Regions from separate parts of the Mus musculus genome. Here region 1 is linked to region 2. Evidence: chromatin contacts called from public HiChIP or PLAC-seq data. All regions are on one chromosome and are shown on one strand. The core of a region is the stretch at or near the end of the contact, and the rest is flanking DNA. Distances in the headings are between cores, read along the strand shown. Region 1 overlaps Nosip (nitric oxide synthase interacting protein). Region 2 has its middle 7.0 kb from the start of Izumo2.

Evidence for each region. HiChIP or PLAC-seq counts read pairs in DNA pulled down with a chosen protein or histone mark.
Region 1: a contact with region 2 is called in an H3K27ac HiChIP or PLAC-seq map of embryonic stem cells, with 5 times the contacts expected there. The contact joins two enhancer-like sites. A contact is called at or near these places in 4 of 115 datasets of contacts at active chromatin or transcription factors (embryonic stem cells and pancreatic cancer cells).

What each region holds. Positions count from the first base shown.
Region 1 is chr7:45,068,914-45,074,876 of GRCm38.p6, forward strand. Nosip (nitric oxide synthase interacting protein) reads left to right here. Exons shown (of 9, transcript NM_025533.3): 2 at 4,577-4,651; 3 at 5,069-5,174; 4 at 5,693-5,774. The coding sequence starts at 4,582. Among named protein-coding and RNA genes, the nearest start is that of Nosip, 9.5 kb to the left of the region's middle. Within about 2 kb of position 3,733, at least 17 of the 459 cell types and tissues checked have an H3K27ac peak or open chromatin away from gene starts, as enhancers often do. A contact at or near this core is called in embryonic stem cells, where this site is marked.
Region 2 is chr7:44,698,642-44,704,720 of GRCm38.p6, forward strand. No RefSeq gene overlaps it. Among named protein-coding and RNA genes, the nearest start is that of Izumo2, 7.0 kb to the right of the region's middle. Within about 2 kb of position 3,455, at least 15 of the 459 cell types and tissues checked have an H3K27ac peak or open chromatin away from gene starts, as enhancers often do. A contact at or near this core is called in embryonic stem cells, where this site is marked.

The sequences.
Region 1 (5,963 bases), core at 2,483-4,982, 370 kb after region 2:
GCCCGTGAAACGGGAACTTCATCTTGACTTAAAAGAAGAGCTAAGGGAGTCAGAGCCTGGAGACAGTGTTTGCCTGAGATAGCCCCATTCCCCTCCCTGTAGGGAACCACACTCACCCACACATGGAAGTGGAACAGCTCTTCTCCACCTGTGGGTCACTTGTCTGTGGAGCCATGACACACATTGTTCCACAGCCCCTGTGGTTGCCTAAGTATGCAGAATTTCAAAATTAGGGCCAGGCCTGGTGGTCACCATTCCAATTCCAGTAGAGGTCAGCTTTCAAGAATCTCCTTCTCTTCTTCCACCATGTGGGTACCTGGTATGGATCTTAGGTCGTCAAGCTTTATGGCAAGCCCCTTTAGGCCCTGAGTCACTCCCTTCCGTTGTTTGTTTCTTTGTTGAGACTGTTTTACCATGTAGCCATGGCTGGCCAAAACCTCTCTATGTAAAGATTATGAGTGTTTTGCAGAGGTGGTGTGTGTGTGTGTGTGTGTGTGTGTGTGTGTGTGGTCTCTAGAGCTCATGTACTTAATGTCTCTGGAGGTCAGAGAGGGCATTGCATACCCTGGAATTAGAGTTATAGATGGTTGTGAGCCACCATGTCAGTGCTGGAAGTTGAGTCCAGGTCCTCTGTAGAAGCAACAAGTGTGGGGATGAAGAGGACTCCTCCGGTTCTCTTTCAGAGGACTGGGGTTCAATTCCCAACACCCACATGGCAGCTCTCAATGTCTGTAACTGCGATTCCAGGGGATCCAATACCCTCACCCCCATCCTCTGGCCTCCTTGGCACCAGGCACACATGTTGTGTATAGACATCCATGCAGGCACAGCTGTAGTCCTAGCTGGCCTGAAATGCACCGGGTGCTTTGATAAGAGGCTGTGGTCTTCTATTGGTTAGATTGTCTTCTCTTTCTGTCTAGAGCTGACATTTCTCAGCTGGAGGTGGCTAGCTCAGCTGGTCCTTGCTTGGTGACAGTCACAGGAAACCCTGTGGTGAAGGTGTGAAGAAAAACTGTCTGTAACTGCAGTTCCAGGGGACCTGGCCTCTGCAGGCACCAGACACACATGAGGGGCACAAACATACATGCAGGCAAAACTCCCACGCACATCAAAATAAATCTTTTTTTTTAAAGATTTATTTATTTTTATGCATGTGAATATACTGTTACTGTCTTCATGCACACCAGAAGAGGGCATCAGATCCCAATGCAGATGGTTATGAGCCACCATGTGGTTGCTGGGGATTGAACTCAGGACCTCTGGAAGAGCAGTCAGTGCTCTTAATCACTGAGCCATCTCTCCAGTTGGCTCCAAAGTTAAATACACCGGGCTTGGTGCTACCCACCTGTCTTGTCTAGGACTCCAGAGGTGGATGCAGGAGGATAAGACGTTCAAGGCTATCCTCCTTGAGAGGATAAGCTTAAGAGGCCAGCCTAGCCTTTTTGAGACCTGTTGCGGAAACCATTGGGTGTAGCACTATTGACTGATTGGTCCTTGCAGTCAGACCCCTGCAGCATACATGTAGAGAGCGGACAATTCTTCCATGGCACAGGAGATTGAACTCAGGTTATAGGGTTTGTAAGGCAAGCAAGCATCTTCACCCTGAGCCATCTCACGGGCCCACCTTTGGGTTTTCTGAGACAGGGTCTTTCTCAGTTCTTACTGATCTAGAACCCAATATAGAACCTCCTGCCTCAGGCTTCTGTGTCCTGGGATTGCAGGTGTGGGCCACCACATCTAGGGTCCCTAGTTCATCTCTTCCTGGCGCACACACAGGGAGCAACAGAGTGTAACTGGCCCAGGGCTTCCAACTTTTCATCTGTCAGCACACTCAGATAGAGGGAGGGAGAGAGGATTCCACCCCTTTGGGCCCTGCCTACCGCTTGCGCACTGCAGAAAGCCTCATTCTCAGACCTTATGGGTTTGGTTTCTGTGTGCTTGGTTTCCTTGCAGTGTCGTGGTTGACCAGGCCTTGTGTGCTAGGCAAGTGCTCTGTTAGTGCAAGAGCTCTGCCTCAGCTCTCGGCTCGAGTTTGTGATGTCTCACTAAGTTACTTAGGCCAGGACACTAAGTACCAGGCCTGCCTTTGTTTCTTTTCTTTTCTTTTTCTTTTTTTCTTTTTTTTTTTTTAATAAGAACATGATACTAGGTTTTATTTATTTATTAAGATTTATTTATTTATTATACGTAAGTACACTGTAGCTGGAAGAGCAGTGACTGCTGGAAGAGCAGTCAGTGCTCTTAATTGCTGAGCCATCTCTCCAACCCCCTGTTTCTTTTTAAATAAGCAGTTTATTACATTTGTGTGTGTGTGTGTGTGAGAGAGAGAGACAGACAGACAGACAGACAGACAGACAGACAGATCCATCCCCTGGGGCTGTGTCTATAGGAGTTTTAAGCTGCAACATCTCCAGCCCTCTGTATTTTTTTCTATTGCTGAGATATATGAGTGATTACCTAAATAGTTTTGAACACAAAGACATGAAATCAGGTTAAAATAGGAACCAATGAAAATATACGTTCATGGAGAAAAGGATATGTAAAATTTAATTTCTGGTGAAACCTTTTCTTTAGTTTGTATGTATGTGTTTCACATGGGTAGTGACAAATTTGGAGCTTTGCTTTCTTTGAAGAACACAGAAATATTATAAGAATATGATTGTTGTAATCCCAGCTGTGGGATGTGGGGCTGCTTCAGACCGCCCACAGCAGCTGACTATGATTTGCCTTGTGCCCTAGCAGAGGTGTAATTTTGCTGCAGCAGATAGTTTCTGTGATTGTGTGACATTTGGATTCTGAGGAGTTTTCAGAGGGTCTATAAATGCTAGGGCCCTGAGAAGTGGGGTTATTGGTTCTTGGTTGCTCTTGGTCTGGGTTTGTTAAGTAGTCATACACAAAGAAGGAAAGGAAAAAAAAAAAATGAGATATCCTGACTTTGACTGTCAAGCTTGCCCAGGGAGCTTGATGCCCATAATGAGCAGGAGGTAACTTAATGATAACTCCGCCCCCTTCCCAACCCTTTTCTTCCCATCCTTTTTCCTCTCTCTAGTGTTGGGGGTTGAAAGGGTAGAAAGGGGTGAAAGGTGGAAGATAAAGAACCTACAAAGCAGCAAAGACTGTGATACAAGTGAATGTGGGGGGGGGGGGACGCCTTTAATCCCAGCACCCGGGAGGCAGAGGCAGGCGGATTTCTGAGTTTGAGGCCAAGCCTGGTCTACAGAGTGAGTTCCAGGACAGCCAAGGCTGTCTCAAAAACAAACAAACAAACAAACAAACACAAAAAACAAAACAACCCAAGTGAATGGTGGAAAGTATCAAGGATGGGTTTAGATCACAGGATTAGGTTACATCAGCTACATTTTCAAGGAGAATAATGATGTTATTCTAAATACCCAGGCTGGAGAGATGGCTCATCCATTAGTAATGATGGCTGCTCTTCCAGCTTAGTTTCCCAGTCCCCACATGGAGCTCACAGCCACCTGTAACTCTGGCTTCAGAGGATCTGTCACCCTCTTCTGGTCTTGGCAGGCATTGCTGCACATGACGTCAGTCACACAAGCAAGCATGCACATAGCAAATAAAATGGTTTTGAAAAAGTCAAGGTTTTAGTTGTTTCTAGAGTGTCTTACATAGTAACTTGGGTTTTTTGTTTTTTTCAGAGCTGAGGACAGAACCCAGGGCCTTGTGCTTGCTAGGCACGCACTCTACCACTGAGCTAAATCCCCAACCCCAGTAACTTCTTTTGTTTGCTGAGCAAAGTCTCATGTGGCCCAGGCTGACCTCCAACTCACTTTGTAGATTCAAAGTAGTTCAAATTCACCTTGAATTAACTCTCCTCTCTCCCTCTCTCTCCCTCCCTCCCTCCCTCTGCCCCCCCCCAAGTAATTATTTGTTTATTTTATGTGCACTGGTGTTTTGCCTGCATGTGTGTCTGGGTGAGGGCACCAGAAGCCCTGGAACTGGGTGTGAGCCACCATGTGGGTGCTGGGAATTAAACCCAGGTTCTCTGGAAAAACAGCTGGTGCTCTTAACCCCTGAGTCATCTCCCTACCCCCTCCCTTGAACTCTTCTCCTGCCTCCCCTGACCCCCAATGGCTTAGTAACTGAAAGGAGAGATGAGAAACATAGGGAAGGCTGGGGATGCAGTTCCGCATGCACACACTTGCCTAGCACAGACGTGGTGGCACAGCCTGTCTTCCCAGCATTGAAGAGGCTGAGGCAGGAGGTTTGCCTGGAATCCAAGATCAGCCTGGGCAATAGAGGAAGACAGAGTTTTTTTTTTTTGTTTTTGTTTTTAAAGTGGTTCAGGCCTTTAAACCAGCTCTTAGGGGGCAGAGGTAGAGTTTGAGGCCAGCCAGGGCTACATGGTGAGACTCTGTCTCAAAGGCAAAAGGAAGTGGCTGGGCACTGCCTGGTGTTCTGTCCTCCCTGCTGAGACCCACGGACTGCTGTGGTTTAGGGCTGTGTTTTCGGCGACCTGAACAGGCTTCAGGAGCAGGCTACTGACCACAAGCCCAGGAGGCTGTTCATGTCCTGTGTGAGTGCCCTGGGGTCACCCTGACACTTCCCCCCTTAGACAGGATGACGCGGCATGGCAAGAACTGCACTGCAGGGGCCGTCTACACCTACCACGAGAAGAAGAAGGACACAGGTACCATCCTAGGGACATCACTGTCACCTTCAGTTTCACCCTTTGTGAGGTGTGGCTTTCTAATTCTGCCCTGTTGTCCTGTTCTGCCCCTGAGTGGCCTGTCTCTTTCCCATCTATACTAATGATGGTGGCCATAGACAGTGTGGCCCATCCAACATACCATCCCACGTCTGCTCCCCTTCCTCTTAACCATTCCTGGCCAGCTCTGCCGAAAGGAAGGCCGAGAGCCACAGTGGTGGTCCCCACCCCGGGAGAGGGAGGGAGCCCTGAGCCTCTTCACCCCGCTTCTGGGGAAAAAAGCTGACCTAGCCATTGTGGACTCTCTCAGACTCCACCAAACCTACACACTTCTCTGCGACATTTGGTGGAGGGCATGTCCCCACCCATGTCTTCATTCCCACCTTGTTCTGTCCCCAGCGGCCTCGGGCTATGGGACCCAGAACATTCGACTGAGCCGGGACGCTGTGAAAGACTTTGACTGCTGCTGTCTCTCTCTGCAGCCCTGCCATGACCCTGTGGTCACGTAAGCAGGGGAGGGGCAAAGGGGCAGCTGGTGTGTGTGGGTTTAGCAGACCTCTCAGAGCCTCAGAGCCCTCACCAGAGGCAGGCAGCTCACCTCCACCACAGGTGCAGTTGGGCGAGCGAGTGCACTGCTAGTCTAGTGGCTGAGGCTGACTCGGGGTACAGTGCGTGCCTCGCATGCAGGAACCTCTGGTCCATCCCAGCACCACAGAAAGCCGGGTGTGATGCACACCTGTTATCCCAGCACTCAGGCAATGCAGACAGGAAGACGAGGCCTTCAAGGCAAGCCCCAGCTACATAGTAGTTTGAAGCTAGCCTGAGCTCCAGTACATTGTCTCTCTAAAGAGAGGACTGAAAGGAGTGCTGTGAAGACGTTGCCTAAAGGTACTTAGTGGTATCCAGGGCAGGGAGTGAATAGAGATGCTCACCTGAATATGCTTGGTGGTACCCCATGTGGAGGGGGACCCGACCCTGCGGCTGAGCCCACGCCAGTGCGTCCCTCATCCCCTCCCTCTGCAGGCCAGACGGCTACCTGTATGAGAGGGAAGCGATCCTGGAGTACATCCTGCACCAGAAGAGAGAGATCGCCCGGCAGGTGAAGGTGATGGAGGCTGAGGGGAGGAAGACACCAGGAGAGGGCATCGGATCCCGTTACAGATGGTTGCGAGCCACCATGTGGTTGCTGGGATTTGAACTCAGGACCTCTGGAAGAGCAGTCAGTGGACTTAACCGCTGAGCCATCTTCCTAGCCTGGCAGGGCAGTTTCTGCAATGGTGGCGTCTGCCTGGAA
Region 2 (6,079 bases), core at 2,205-4,704:
GGGCTGTCCCTTCAAAGGGACACTGGGAATGGATATGATTAGCAGCCTGGTGACCTCTACACTAGCCGAGTGGCTGAGACTACACCGGATTCTCCCCCAGACCCTGATGTGAGCTTGTTTTCTCTGTTAATCTATAGAATATCTTTATGGAAGGTGTCACATATATTTCACTGCTGCCTGTGCCTGCCCTGGGCTACTCGACCCCTGACCCTACCTCCCCTTGGGGGTTGGAGGTGAGGTGGCTGAGAGTCAAGGACACAGACTTTGGAGGCAAGCTCACCTGAACACTGCTGCAAGCTCCTTTAACACCCTCCACCCAAGACACATTGGTCTCAAGAAAGCATCTCGTCTAAACAGCAGTTCCTGATTGGCTGGCATTGTCTATGTCAGCAATCCTTGGTCAGGCAGTCCTCAATTAGGTCCTCCTGCAGGAGATGCTTCTGCGGCTGCAGGCCCGGACATTTACATAAAGGTTGCCCTGCTGTTCCTATTACTCATTACAAAAGAGTTCTGATGTAGTCATGCCCTAAGCTTTATTGTGCACATGTGAAGGAGTTATTTATCACCAGGAAATTCTTCACTAAATTTCACTGTATTTAAATATGCTTATAAGGAACGACTTAAGGTGAGAGCCCCGAAATTTGACCCAATAGCAGCTACTGAGTTGTGCTTTCTTACCTCCGTGGACTGTTACTTTACTGGGTGTAGTTGTCACAAAGACCCCCACAACCAAGAAATCTCCAAGGTGGTGGGAACACTGTCAGCACATGGCAGCTAGGAACATCATTAAAAATGATCTGGGAATTGGGAAGATGGCTCATTGGGTAAAGGAGTGTGTCACCAGGTTTGGTGACATGAGTTCAAGTCTTGGAGCCCTCAAGGAACAAACTAGCTCCTGTAAGTTGTCTTCTGACCTGAACATTTGCTGTATGGCACCACACATGACCCCCCCCCCCCATCTAGACACACACACACACTTTTTTTTAAATGTTAAAAGGGGGGAGGGGTTAGCAGGGCATGGAGGGGCATGCCTTTAATCCCAGCACTTGGGAGGCAGAGGCAGGCGAATTTCTGAGTTTGAGACCAGCCTGGTCTACATTGTGAGCTCCAGGACAGCCAGGGCTACACAGAGAAACCCTGTCTCGAAAAACAAACAAACAAAGATTTTGTAGGTTGTTGCTGTGTTTGTTGGGTTTTAGTTTTTGGTTTAATTTGTTTATTTGTTTGTTTAGAGCCTCACACAGAGACAGGGTTTCTCTGTGTAGCCTTGGATGTTCTGGAACTCACTCTGAAGACCAGGCTGATCTGGAACTCAGAGATCCGCCTGCCTCTGCCTCCCAAGTGCTGGGACTAAAGGTGTGCGCCGCCGATGCCCAGTGTAAAAAAGGTTTTTAGATGTTGTGGCTTGCTGGAGAGAGAGCTTAGCATTTGGGAGATGCTGCGAGAGACACATGAGGGCCAGAGCTCAGCCTGCATCGCTGTGTAACTGGCCAAGTAGCCTGAGTCCTAGTGCTGTAGCCAGAGGGGACACGAGGGTCCCTGGACTGTAGCCAGAGGGGACACGAGGGTCCCTGGACTGTAGCCAGAGGGGACACGAGGGTCCCTGGACTGTAGCCAGAGGGGACACGAGGGTCCCTGGACTGTAGCCAGAGGGGACACGAGGGTCCCTGGACTGTAGCCAGAGGAGACACGAGGGTCCCTGGACCTTGTTCCTTTCAGCCCAGCTGGGAAAGCATGAGGTTCAGGTTCAGGGAGGGCTCCTGCCTCAAGGAACAGACAGAGTCTCAGAGGGTATCAGGTTCTTCATGCCTTTGCACACACACATAGGTATAAGGACCCCACACAGATACACACAGGAGCCCATACATTCACAAACACAAACGTGAATAAGTAAATGCATGTTTCTTCTGTAAAGTTGAACGCACTGATTGGGAGGAGAGGGCAACTGCAGAGATGGCTTCGTGGTTAGAAGCACACACTACAAAAATCCTGGTTGCAATTTCCAGCACCCATGTTGGGCAGTCCATAAACCATCTGTAACTACAATATCAAGGGATCCCACATCTTCTTCTGGTCTCCATGGGCACCTGCAGACAGCTGTCAGGCACACATACACACACGTATGTGGCTAAAATTCCTTCCCAGAAGTATAATGTCAGCAGGGTCTTCCTTCCTTCCTAAGCTTGCAATGATAAACTGAAGCACGGCTTCTCTGAGGTCACTCTGCTCAACCTTGGTTTTCCTTACAAAGCGTAGGTAAGGAGTTACCTCTAGGGATGGGGTGCACCTCTTCAAACAGGCTGCACCTGACTTACCCAGTGAGGATGAGAGCTGTCCCACAGCTCCATAAATGGAGCTTCCCCAAACCCTCACCTGTGTATACCCTCTTGCTGCTCCCCGGGGTCACACACAGCGAAGGCAGCACTGCACAGGACTGGTAAGAGGCTGCTGGGCACTCAGGCCCAGGGGCTCCAAACCTTCCCCACCCTGCCACAATGAGTCAGCAAGCCCGGTGTCCCCATCCTTTTGCAAGGGGCTACGGCTGAACTCTCCAAGTGGCAGCTGTTTGGTTTAAACAGACAGTCACACACAAAACCATAAATAAAGTTTGTTTTAAAAAATTACAGGGGACAGAAAGAATCCTGGAAGGTAACTTTATCCACAAAACAAACAAACAAACAAACAAACAAACAAATCCTCCCACTGGGCCAGGGAAGTGCGGTACACTGCATATAGTTAGTGTGCAGTGTGCATATGAGTGATGCACACTGGTAAGGGGTGGTACATTGCATATGATCTAGCGATGGCCCTCTGAACAGCTTTAGGACCAGGGAGGTCTGGCTTTGTTTTTTATTTACTTTGAAGAACTGGGACTTAGAGCCTCACACCAGCTTAAAAAAGAAACACTCTACCACTGAACCACGTTCCAGTCCCTCACTGGGGGATTCTAGGCAGGGGCTCTACCACTGAGCCATGCCCCCAACCCCTCACTAGTAGATTCTAGGTACAGAAATGGCCATCTTTCTGCCCCAGCCTCCTTGATGCTGGGGTTTAGCTCAGTGTGGGAAATCCTTCAGCCTTCTTTATTGAAATGTAAAATCCTAGGGTGTGATAGCAAATGATATTTAATTCATCTATGTTTTACTAAGTCACTCTTTACTGATGTGGCTAACATCAGAGAAACCAAAGCAATTCTGGGCCTCATACCCGGATCTGAGAGCTCTGGGTTTAGAAGCTGAGCAAGCCCGGCTTTGTGGCCGTTGTGCAGCTCACTGTCCTAAAGAGGGACTTTGACGATGGAAGAGGAGAAGCATGCGCAAGCCAACAGGCTGGCGTCTATCTCAGACAGTGGTCTCAATCTTGCTAGTCTGCTGGATAATCCTGGACCTGATAAGTGCAGGCTGCAGGGAGCCACAGCTCGCTAGCACAGGTCAGGGAGAGAATTTAACTAGTGTGATCGCACTCTACTGGTGACATGGCACAATGACACCCTGGGTGTCCTCCATCATTCCTAAGCTATCCCAATCACATGTAATTCAATTCAGCTGCTCAGGCTAAGCCAGCCATGTCTGTGTGTGTGTGGGGGGGGGGGGGGGGGAGGCGGTGTGATTGGCTGCTATGTATACAAATGCTAAACTCTGAACCCCAAGATCTGGTTGCCATCCAGACAAAAGAATTCTCACATATGCCAGCCTTTGTTATGTAAAACTTGCTCCCCCAACTAAAAGTTAATTGGTTAATAAAAGGCTAGGGACGGAACTATGATTGGGCAGTGGAGAAAGAAAAGTGGGACTTGAGGATGGAGTGAGTGGGGGGTCTCAGGAGAGACCATTGGGAGATGCAGAGAACGAGGTCTCTATTAGAGGGGATGGACCAAGAGACCTGACAGACTGAGGGAGCAAAGCAGTCAGGGTGAGACTGAAAACACCAAGTAACAAGGGGCACATGGTTTGAATACAGAAGAGAATAGAATTGAAGATGCCCAATCTGGGCTTGTAAATAAAATACAGGTTTGTGTGTCTTTTACACAGGCTGGCTAGAATATATAATTTTACAGTTTACAATATTATAGCAGCTACACCTGTAACTTCAGACTGTTTGCTAGCCACCTTAGTGTTAGGTTTGGGGTGGAAGCCAAGAAAACATGTTGCGTTGTAGCTTTATTACCCCACCATTGCTCTGGGAACAGGCCGCACTACCAACCCCCACACAGTTTCCCTTGAATCCACGGATAAATGACACAGACACACAGTTGTTCAATTTCAACTCGCCTTTTGACACAATGGCTGGGCTATGATAGTAGGTTTTTCCTGCCTGGAAAAGCTTGCCCTTATCAATATTCTTATCTCTGCACCTCCCAACTGACCTAACTTTAGTTGGTCTGTTGAACCTAGTCCCTGCTAAACATCCCTGACCACTTGTCTGTAGGAGCGGCCTGTGTGGCTACTCTGTTTCGAGATCTCACATAGTTGGTCAACTTTTCTTCATCAGAAGCATGGCGAAGAATTCTGTCTCTCCTCCCTTGCCTCCAGGGGCCCGGAAGCCCCGCCTATCCCTCTCGTCCAGCAATTGACCCATAGCTTCTTTACAGACATATCAAGAACCAATTGGTGAACAGGACCTCGGCATCAGAACCACCCCCTACAAGAACTCACTTCAGAGATGGAAACTTAAAAAGTAAAGTTTTATTTTCTGAGTGCTCAGGGAGGCAACCCGTTTGGGATCTGTACTGCATCCCCAGGGGAGACAGACGTGTAACATTTTTATAGGATGGGAACAAAAAGGGAGGGGGAGCAGGGTGGTCTGTTGCATTGACCAATCATATTTTCACAAAAGGGGGTTGGGCTTTATCCAGGTCACCTGGTTTCAGGGTCCTTGATTCAGCTTTTGTGACCAGGTCCCCTCCTGGACTCTGACCTGGAAGGTTAGAATGATATGGGAACAAAGGAGTGGGCATGCCGCACGTAGTCGGTTACATCAAGACGGGCAGCACATTTGACTTGTGTGACTTAGTTTAGATAACAGAATAAGAGCATCTTCCCTCTTTGCATCCCGTAGTGGTTAGCAGACAAGTATGAAACACCCAAAGAAGGACAGGAGTTGGGCTCCAGGCACTGGGGACATAAACTCAGTTTTGAGTCTGCCAGCAAGATGGATGGAACTTGTTTCCAAGATGTCTGGACTCAGGAAACTGTCCCTAACATTAGAAAAAGAAAACAAGCCTGGGGCTGGTGAGATGGCTCAGTGGGTAAGAGCACCCGACTGCTCTTCCGAAGGTCCTGAGTTCAAATCCCAGCAACCACATGGTGGCTCACAACCATCCCTAACGAGATCTGACTCCCTCTTCTGGTGTGTCTGAAGACAGCTACAGTATACTTACATATAATAATAAATCTTAAAAAAAAAAAAAAAAAGAACCAGTTTCCTGTTTAAAAAAAAAAAAAAAAAAAAGAAAGAAAGAAAACAAGCCTGGTGCAGAAAATGTCTGTCAACTCAGCCCTTGGGACACAGAGGCAAGAGAGTTGTTTCATGCCAGCTTGAGCTGTGTAGTGAGTTCCAGGCAAGTCAGGGTTGCAGGGTGAAACCCTATTTCAAGTGAAAGGGGTTTGGACAAGATGGTTCAGTGGACCACCAAGACTCTGGCCACCAAGACTCAGGAGCTGAACTTGATCCCCGGGACCCAGATGGAAGGAGGGGACGGGCTTCCCAGATTTTCCCTTTGACCTCCACGGGCATACCTGCTAACACAAAAAATAGACAAATGTCATTTTTAAAGAAAGATAAAGCATTTCCTAGGGACATGGCTTCCCTACATGGACTACTCTGGTAGAAGATCCAGGTTTAATTTCCAGTATCCACATGGCAATTCAAAAATCAACTGTAATTCCAGGTCTGGGTATCTGGCGCCCTCTATTGGCATCTGTGGGCATTGCGTGCATATGGTATATAAGCATACATGCAACTATACACTCATACACATAAAAATACATAAAAGTTTTACAGTTGGGTATGGTAGTGCACAGCTTAAATCATAGCACTCAGGGGGCAAAAGCAGGTGGATCTCTGTGAGTTTGAGGAC